3 separate regions of the Mus musculus genome follow, and regions 2 and 3 are each linked to region 1. A link is a contact called in public HiChIP or PLAC-seq data. All regions are on one chromosome and are shown on one strand. Each heading gives the region's core, a stretch centred on a gene start, on an enhancer-like site or on the middle of the called end of the contact. The rest is flanking DNA. Distances are from core to core; before and after follow the strand shown.

Evidence for each region. HiChIP or PLAC-seq counts read pairs in DNA pulled down with a chosen protein or histone mark.
Region 2: a contact with region 1 is called in an H3K27ac HiChIP or PLAC-seq map of embryonic stem cells, with 5 times the contacts expected there. The contact joins the enhancer-like site here to the promoter of Golim4 in region 1. A contact is called at or near these places in 7 of 39 promoter capture datasets (the C10 cell line, embryonic stem cells, hematopoietic stem and progenitor cells and 4 more), 1 of 115 datasets of contacts at active chromatin or transcription factors (embryonic stem cells) and 1 of 9 other capture datasets (adipose tissue).
Region 3: a contact with region 1 is called in a FOXA1 HiChIP or PLAC-seq map of pancreatic cancer cells. The contact joins the enhancer-like site here to the promoter of Golim4 in region 1. A contact is called at or near these places in 3 of 39 promoter capture datasets (embryonic stem cells, pre-B cells and stem cell-derived epiblast-like cells), 4 of 115 datasets of contacts at active chromatin or transcription factors (effector CD8 T cells, large pre-B cells, memory CD8 T cells and 1 more) and 1 of 9 other capture datasets (adipose tissue).

What each region holds. Positions count from the first base shown.
Region 1 is chr3:75,955,667-75,958,366 of GRCm38.p6, reverse strand. It overlaps Golim4 (golgi integral membrane protein 4), which reads left to right and starts at 1,418. Exons shown (of 16, transcript NM_001291069.1): 1 at 1,418-2,255. The coding sequence starts at 2,069.
Region 2 is chr3:75,516,917-75,519,616 of GRCm38.p6, reverse strand. It overlaps Pdcd10 (programmed cell death 10), which reads left to right. Exons shown (of 8, transcript NM_019745.4): 8 at 2,016-2,700. The coding sequence ends at 2,097. Among named protein-coding and RNA genes, the nearest start is that of Pdcd10, 39 kb to the left of the region's middle. Within about 2 kb of position 1,411, at least 3 of the 459 cell types and tissues checked have an H3K27ac peak or open chromatin away from gene starts, as enhancers often do. A contact at or near this core is called in embryonic stem cells, where this site is marked.
Region 3 is chr3:75,497,822-75,500,521 of GRCm38.p6, reverse strand. No RefSeq gene overlaps it. Among named protein-coding and RNA genes, the nearest start is that of Pdcd10, 58 kb to the left of the region's middle. Within about 2 kb of position 1,366, at least 117 of the 459 cell types and tissues checked have an H3K27ac peak or open chromatin away from gene starts, as enhancers often do. A contact at or near this core is called in adipose tissue, effector CD8 T cells, memory CD8 T cells and 1 more, where this site is marked.

The DNA.
Region 1 (2,700 bases), core at 169-2,668:
TTTTCTACAGAAGGAAAAGGTAGAAAGGATAAGATTCTGATAAAATTCTCCTTTAGTGAGGAAGTATCTTTTTACAAGACCTAGAAGAGACTACAAGTATTATGGTCATATTGGCCAAATTTAGATTCTTTGTTTCCAACTCGTAAATCGAATGTCCTGGCTAAGATTCAGTGTAAGAGCATTTGGAACCAACATAATGTGATTTTTATTAGCTAAGTGCATATACCACCAGTCTCACTTATTTTTTACAGTGAGAGAAATGCCCTGGTCTGCCTGTGTGGCTCTTGTTAACCTATGATTTCAGGACTGACCTAAAAACATTCAACACAGGAACTGTCTTGAAAATGAATCTGGTTTAAGCAGATCTCCTTCGTTTAAAGCACTCATTCCCCATAATTAATTGTGATGACTAAAACACGGGCAGGATATCACAAAAAAATATGTAGAATGCAATATGCAGAATGTAAAAGTGCCACTGCACAACTGATACTTTTCAGAAATAATTTATTTCTCTTAGAATTCAGGTCAAGAGGAGAAACAAATTTATCATTTATGCATAACCTCAATTCCACACACACCCTGATTATATTGAAGAAAGAAATGCACTGTGGATTTCTTTGAAGTGGTTTGGCGTTATTATGCCTGTCTAACTTTTTGTTAAACGTAGTGGGTTTTGCTGGCCTTGAAAATGTAATTTAAAAATGTAACTGATTTTTTTTTCTGCTACCATTAAGAGAAATACACACAGCAAGATGAATGCATACTCATTTCAGCCTGTAAGATTTGTTTTTAAAATTATTCCATTTGCAGCCAGAGGAAACATGAGATCATTTCTTTCCTTCTGCCAACAAAGTGCTTTCCCCACCCCATGTAGACAGTCAAGTGAGCTTCAGGGTCCCAGCTTACTTTCTACCATTTTTGCACATAGCCTAGTGCCTCTAATGGGACAAGACTCAGTAGGCAGTCCTTGAGAGAATGTGAGAAGAACAAAGTGTTCATAAGCTGAACTCATTATGTAGGGTAAGAAATGAGCAGGGCTAAGCAGAGTGCACCCACGGTTGCTTTGCGGTTGTTGGTGTGCATATAAGCACTGTACTCTTGCTCCACGTGCATTCCAAGTGCTGGGACATACATGCACACACATGCGCAATGATCACCAAGCCTCAGGCCAGGACAAGTCCCTAGCCCTCCCAACCAGGCTCCTCCACCCCTCCGCACCCATCCAGGCTCCACGTGGGCGCACCCAGGCGCCAGGCGGCCGCGCGGCCCACGGAGCTCAGAGCCTGCCCAGAGCTGAGAGGGTAGGCGCGGCCCGGGGCGGGACGGACAAAGCTGGCGTCCAATGGAGCCCAGCATTAGCTCCCCGAAAGGAGGGAGCGGTGGCTTGCGCGGGCCCAATGAGCGGGGAGCCCGAGTGGGACTTCCTCCCGGAATCCCGTTGGCCATGATAGCGGGGCCGTGGGTGACACGTAAGTTGGGTGGGAGGTGGCGGGCGGCTGGAGCTTCCAGATCAGTGACACCAGCCCACCACCCCCCTTAACCTGACCAGACCAACCAGTCCCCATCTCTTCATCAATACCGAGGGACCGTTCAAGGGGACGCCGCCTGGAGCCAGGTCCCTTTGTTGGGCGCGCGTCCCCTACCAGTGGTAGCGACAAAGTCCAGCAGCGGGAGCCGGCGCGAGGGGCGGGGACTGACGGTGGGGACAGCGAGGCCAAAAAGTGGGGAGTAGGGAAAACCAAGCCGGCTGCGCGCGGGGACCAGTAGCAAGGGCAGCGGGCTCTGAAGTATGCAAAGAGACTCCACGCGGGCCCAGCCACTCGCGGAAATCCGACATCGCAGAAGTTTGGTGGCTGCTGGCCGGGTGGCGTCGATGACCTGGCGCCCAGCCGGCCGCGGGGGCTGAGCGGCCGCCTCTTCCTCTCTGGTCCGGCTTTTGTGTCTCGCGTCTTCTGCTCATGCCGTGTCCAGCTACTTCTCGCGGTGGCCGTTGCTGAGCTGTCCGACGCAGCCGAGGACCGAGGACACGACGGCTCCCGCCGCCGCAGCGCGGGGCACAGGAGGGACTATGGGAAACGGGATGTGCTCCCGAAAGCAGAAGCGGATCTTCCAGACGCTGCTGCTTCTCACGGTGGTCTTCGGCTTCCTCTATGGCGCGATGCTCTACTTGGAACTGCAGACGCAGCTGCGCAAAGCTGAGGCAGTGGCGCTCAAGTACCAGCAGCACCAGGACTCTCTCTCTGCCCAGTTGCAAGGTACAGTTAAGGGGAAGCGCACCGCCAACTTCTCTCTGAGCTGGTGCTGGTGCTGGAAAAGTAGCTTGGTGGATAGTTAGTTGGCTTTGCAGGTACCACTCATTGACCTTCTGGCGCATCTGAGGGAGCGGCCGCGGGGATGTTGGCTTCTGAGCGTATGTGTGGGAGATAATATCCTGATTTTCCAGCTTCCTCCCAGGAGTTATCTTTGAAATCCACAGCACCAGCGCACGGTCCTGCCTGGCGTTTGGTGGGTACATACAACACCAAGTCTTTTACCCGAAGCACTTGTCAAAGGCCCAGCTGCAATCTAGGCAAACAGCCCTTCTGCTACATCTGCCAATCCTTTCCCAAGAGGCAAGCCTTGGTTTGTAGACATAAAGAATTATGCAGACATTTTCTAACCCGTGTTCTTTTTCAAGGGGGGAAAAAAGAGACTATATAC
Region 2 (2,700 bases), core at 162-2,661, 440 kb after region 1:
TACTGAGGCATATAAAGTTTGCAAGAGCTAGAGAAAGTACCCAAGGAGCTGAAGGGTATTCATCCTATTGGAGAAACAACAATATGAACTAACCAGTACCCCCAGAGCTCGTGTCTCTAGCTGCATATGTAGCAGAAGATGGCCTAGTCAGCCATCATTGGGAACATTAGTTTTAAGTTTATACAAAACTTCCTATAGAGCCCTGTGTAGATCTAGGGATTGTGTTTTGTATATGTACTCAGTATTTAAACAGATAGTCTGGGTTATGACATCTGCAATGTGCTTTCATACAGGTTGTTGACTGGACTTTAGTTAAGATGCTAGAAATTATATTGAAAAAGACATATACTTATGTATATATATAAAGCTAGAAAATACTCCAAACAGGCACCGCAAACCTTGAAGTTTTAAGATCCCATATAAAACCACACATTTGTGATATTAGTATAAAATATTTTAAAAGTACATGGATATAAAACTTTTACAATCAGTTTTAATGTTCAGGCAAATATAAATATTTTCATTTATATTACAAATTAAAGATAGTTACATTAATAGTTTTATGTTCCATATGCAAATTCAAATTGTTTAGGGAAAATGTTTTGTGACATAGTTTAATAAACTAAGCCCAAATAGCCGAAGGTATGATTTAGATAAGGGTATAATAATTTCTAACTTTAATTAATCATGTACAATGAATGTTGAAAGGCAGGAGTTTATAGTTCACTAATCTAAAATTTGTATATATTGATATTAAGCTTGCTACTATTTTTCCAATCTCTACAGCTCTAAATTCATTTTTTTTTTTTTTTGTTTAAATGTTGTGAATTTTGTACTTGCTTACTCCAAATGGAAAATTGTTAGTGGAGCAAAATCTTTGAAGACATCTTGTACTAGGGAGACAAATTCTCATTGACTCAACTGGTGAAGATCCAACCTTCATCCCTGGTACAATGAGGGACTGATAAGGCTGTATAATGAGGGAACCATGAGCCTCTGAGAGAACATCCTGGCTCTTAAAGTAGCTTTGTCCCCTTCTCTCATACATTACATCTTCTCACAGTTTTCTCTCCTTCCACTCCTCCTGGTCCCTCCCCCAACCTCTCCCCTCCCCCAGATCAAGTACTCCTCTGCTTCCCTTCCAAAGGGGGAAGAGAGAGAGGCAGAGAAAGAACACAAGAGTGCAGGACTTATCTGGCCTCTCAAGGGATATCTACCAAACTAACAAGATAGAGAAGACTGGGATGGACCCTCATATCATATCTGGACATGACAACTCAGTAGGAGGAAAAGGATCCCATGTGCAGGCAAAAGAATCAGAGACAACCCCCTTCCATTGTTGGGAGCCCCACAAGAACAAGCTATACCACCATAAAGTATATGCACATGACCTAGCTCAAACCCTTACAGGCTCCATGTTTGTAATTAAAGCATCGGTTAAAACCATACTTTTGTATTTGTTGGACCCCAGGTACTAAATCACATGTTTTTAGGCAAGGATTAGATTAGGGTAGGTTAGAAGTCGTTAACATTTCTTTATCATGCTCATTGATGCCAGATGTTACTGTGCCATTAGATCTCGAGGCTTAGTGCCTTGCATGCTTCCGCAGATCAGGCTAACCGGGAACCTCAACTCTAATCATCACTTAAGCACATCAGGTTTTATTTTGTTAACAAAATTCTTTTTAAATTGTATTTATTTTGTACAGCTGAAAACAATCTGAATCCTCCTGTTTGACCAGTGATCTGTTTAGCCTGTAAATGGTTAAGGGGTAGCAACCCTACAACCCCTTACTGCCAGTCAGAACCACCAGGGGGCAGTGGTTCCTAGACGCTATAGTTTATAACCCACATTAAATTCTCAACTGGAATGAAAGTTTACAGTACTCAGAACTTACTTGCCTCCCCCTTTCATTTTATTGCTACCGTTAATATAACATTAACTATAAATATTTTAGTTTAAATAGTGAATTTGAAAAATGAAATTAATGATTGTTCTTTTTCTTTTTAAACAGGGCAATAAATGTGTTCATAAGTGCCAACCGGCTAATTCATCAAACCAACTTGATACTTCAGACCTTCAAAACTGTGGCCTGAAAGTTGTATATGTTAAGAGATGTACTTCTCAGTGGCAGTATTAAACTGCATTTATCTGTAAATTTTAAAGTTTGACTGTATAAATTATCAGTCCCTCCGGAGGGACCTAATCCAGGATGTTGAATGGGATTATTGCCATCTTACACCATATTTTTGTAAAATGTAGCTTAATCATAATCTCACAATGAAGATTTTGCATCACTTTTGCTATTATCATTCTTTTAAGAATTATAAGCCAAAAGAATTTACGCCTTAATGTGTCATTATATAACATTCCTTACAAGAACTGTAAATATTGGTGTTTGTTTCTGACATTTTAACTTGAAAGCGATATGCTGCAAGATAATGTATTTAACAATATTTGGTGGCAAATATTCAATAAATAGTTTACATCTGTTAAACATTTCTTTACTTGAAAAAAGATGCATATATATATGTGTGTGTGTATATATGATCAGAAGACCAAGACAACTTGGTATAATGTTAAAGATCTTCTAATGGGAGCTTACTAGCAGTTTATCAAATAATAAAGGAACAAGAATTCCTATTTTTTGTCCTTAATCACTTTGAGCAAAATGTAGTCAGTTAAAATACTTTTGTTAG
Region 3 (2,700 bases), core at 117-2,616, 460 kb after region 1:
GAGAGAGAGAGAGAGAGAGATTGCTGTCCATTCTCATATATCTCTTCCTAGTAAAAACCTATGGAAGGGCAAAAAATTGCTGACTTGTGGCTTAACTGAAGTGCATGAAACAAATCTGTTAAAGTCTCTACGATGAGTAATGACAAGCTCAAGTGCTTGTTCTAACTATTCCAGGCCATATTCCTTTTTTGTAAATAAACAGAGGGGTTGGGTTCAGTTATTGGACTCTCCCATGCTGCTCTGGCTGTCTAGTCAATGGGTGGATGGGGAGCACCCTCATAGATGTAGGGGGCAGCAGAGGGTATAGGGAGTTTGTGGAGGGGAAACTGGGAAGGGGATAACATTTGCAATGTAAATAAATAAAATAACCAATAAATAAATTTTAAAAAAACAGTCAGTGGGAGGACCTTAATGTCAGCCTTGTCTGTCTGGAACACTCTAAGGAAGCTTTGAGACAACTAACCAATTATTGCAGCTGATTGTCCTAGCCCTAAAGGAGTGGAGTCATTCATTTCTATTTTAAGCACCTTGTAAAAGTTGTTTTTTTTTTTTTTTCTGCCATAAGTCTCAATGAACTCAAAGTGATTATTTATTTTCATCGATGTCAAATAGGGGACAGTTCCCCCTTGTGCCCAACTGGGGGACTGCTGTAATTGGTGCAAAAGACATACCTCCAACTACATGTATTACGCTATGCTATGATGGTCCGAATACCTTTCTCTGGCTAGAGAAGCAAGTTATACAGGCTCACATAGTGAGTCAGCTGAAAGACATTTGTGCATGTGTGTGTGTTAAGGAGTCACAAGCCAAGCTGATAAATAGCAAAGTGGTTAAGGTGTGGCTAATGAGTTGTGGTTTCATAGTTTGAGAAAGTTGCCAGAGCAGAAGGAAGGGTCATAAGAGTAGAGAGCTATTCAGAGAAGGCAGAGAACTGAGGCTCAAGAATAGAAGGCTTCTCAGAGTTAAATCATCAAATAAAATCTTAATCACTGCGCGAGTTCCAGGGGGATGTCCCAGCATTAAGGCTTGAGTCTCAGATCACTTAAGCTGGGAGATCTACCACTGTCTGAATTGTAACACTAGAAGGTGCTAATTTTTTCTGTTACACCCTCAGGTCTGCTACCAATATTCCTTGCTGCCAAGTGCCAGGGGATACAAAAAATGCCAGCACCAAGCCAAGAGTGTCATGTCTACCCACAGATTTTATCCAGGGAGAGAAAGGGTAACTTACTGGTGGCAGAATGACTTCAAATTCTTGCTGGAAATTCTACCTTGGGTAATTCTAAGGATTGGTCTGTAGTGGGAGAGGAGCTGAAGAAACAAAAGATTGAACGCAATGCACACACAGGAGCCAGCGTTAAGAGGAAGCTGTAAGAGGAAGCTGAAGCCACAAGTAGGGGTGAAATAAACACCATCAGTCAGAGGGCAAGGTATCATATGAAACTGGGAAAGAGAAACAGGCATATGAACATCTCTCTCTCTCTCTCTCCCTTTCTCTCTCTCTCTCTCTCTCTCTCTCTCTCTCTCTCTCACACACACACACACATACAATCCATCCCAAATGTTGCTCATTTAGAAAAAAAAGTCAGCTGACTTAAACTGCTCAGTTCCCAAGCCTCCCCAAGGGTTGAAGGATGTTGTTTAAACTCGAGGATGAGCCAGCTTCACTATGTGGTAAGCTTTCACTTTCCCTGGGTTTTTTTTTTTTTTTTTTTTTTTCCTTCCTTGTCCTTTCCTCTCCCAGGAATTTGCTCATAGTCTCTCTTTTTAATCACAAGCAGTGATAAGAAATCCTCATTAGTTGCTTATGTGAGTAATGTGTACTTTCTAAGCAAAGCAGCCTGATCAGCAAGGTGCAGTGTTTTGGAGGTCTCTAAGAGCATTGACCTTTAGGTGCTCAGATTATGTTTCCTGATGCTAAACCACTAGAATCTCCTTTCACTTGCTCCGAAGTATATCTTCTCATCTGCCTTGTCTTCTGCTGTGTAGTTTTACTTGTAGATTTGCCGCTGAGGTGCAGAAAGAAAAAGCCCATCAGCGTACTTGTGCACCTGGGTTTTCTCTGCTGCTATACACGTTTCTGAGCTGCAGAACTCCTCTCGCCAATCAGGATGCCCAGAAAAAACAGAGGGAGACTGCTTCCTTAGATTCAGAGAAGAATGGTCCCTAACAGCCTGCCGATAACTAAGGAAAATGCAGAGCTCATGATTTAGCTTTAACTTTTTCTTTTATACATAGGAGGAACACAGAGCACTCAAAAAAAAAAAAAGATGGTGCTCAGGTGACACATTAAAGAGGAAAGAAAGAAAGAAAGAAAGAAAGAAAGAAAGAAAGAAAGAAAGAAAGAAAGAGACAGAGAGAGAGAGACAGAGAGAGAGACAGAGAGAGAGAAAGAAAGAAGGAGGGAGAGAGAGAGCGAAAGAAAGAAAGAAGGAAGGAAGGAAGGAAGGAAGGAAGGAAGGAAGGAAGGAAAGAAGGAAGGAAGTTAGTTTCTTAAAAGCCTCAGAAATGCTTATACATAACACACTGAAATACAGGAAAATCATTATAGCTGTAACTTTACTATGAATGGTGATCTGTATGTAAATAATTGCTTGAATTAGTTACTGAAGTATTAGACTACAGGTAACAATACTTAGTAATATTTAAATAAACAGAATGATTTTTTGACTGAAAACATGATTCTCTTAGTATTACTAC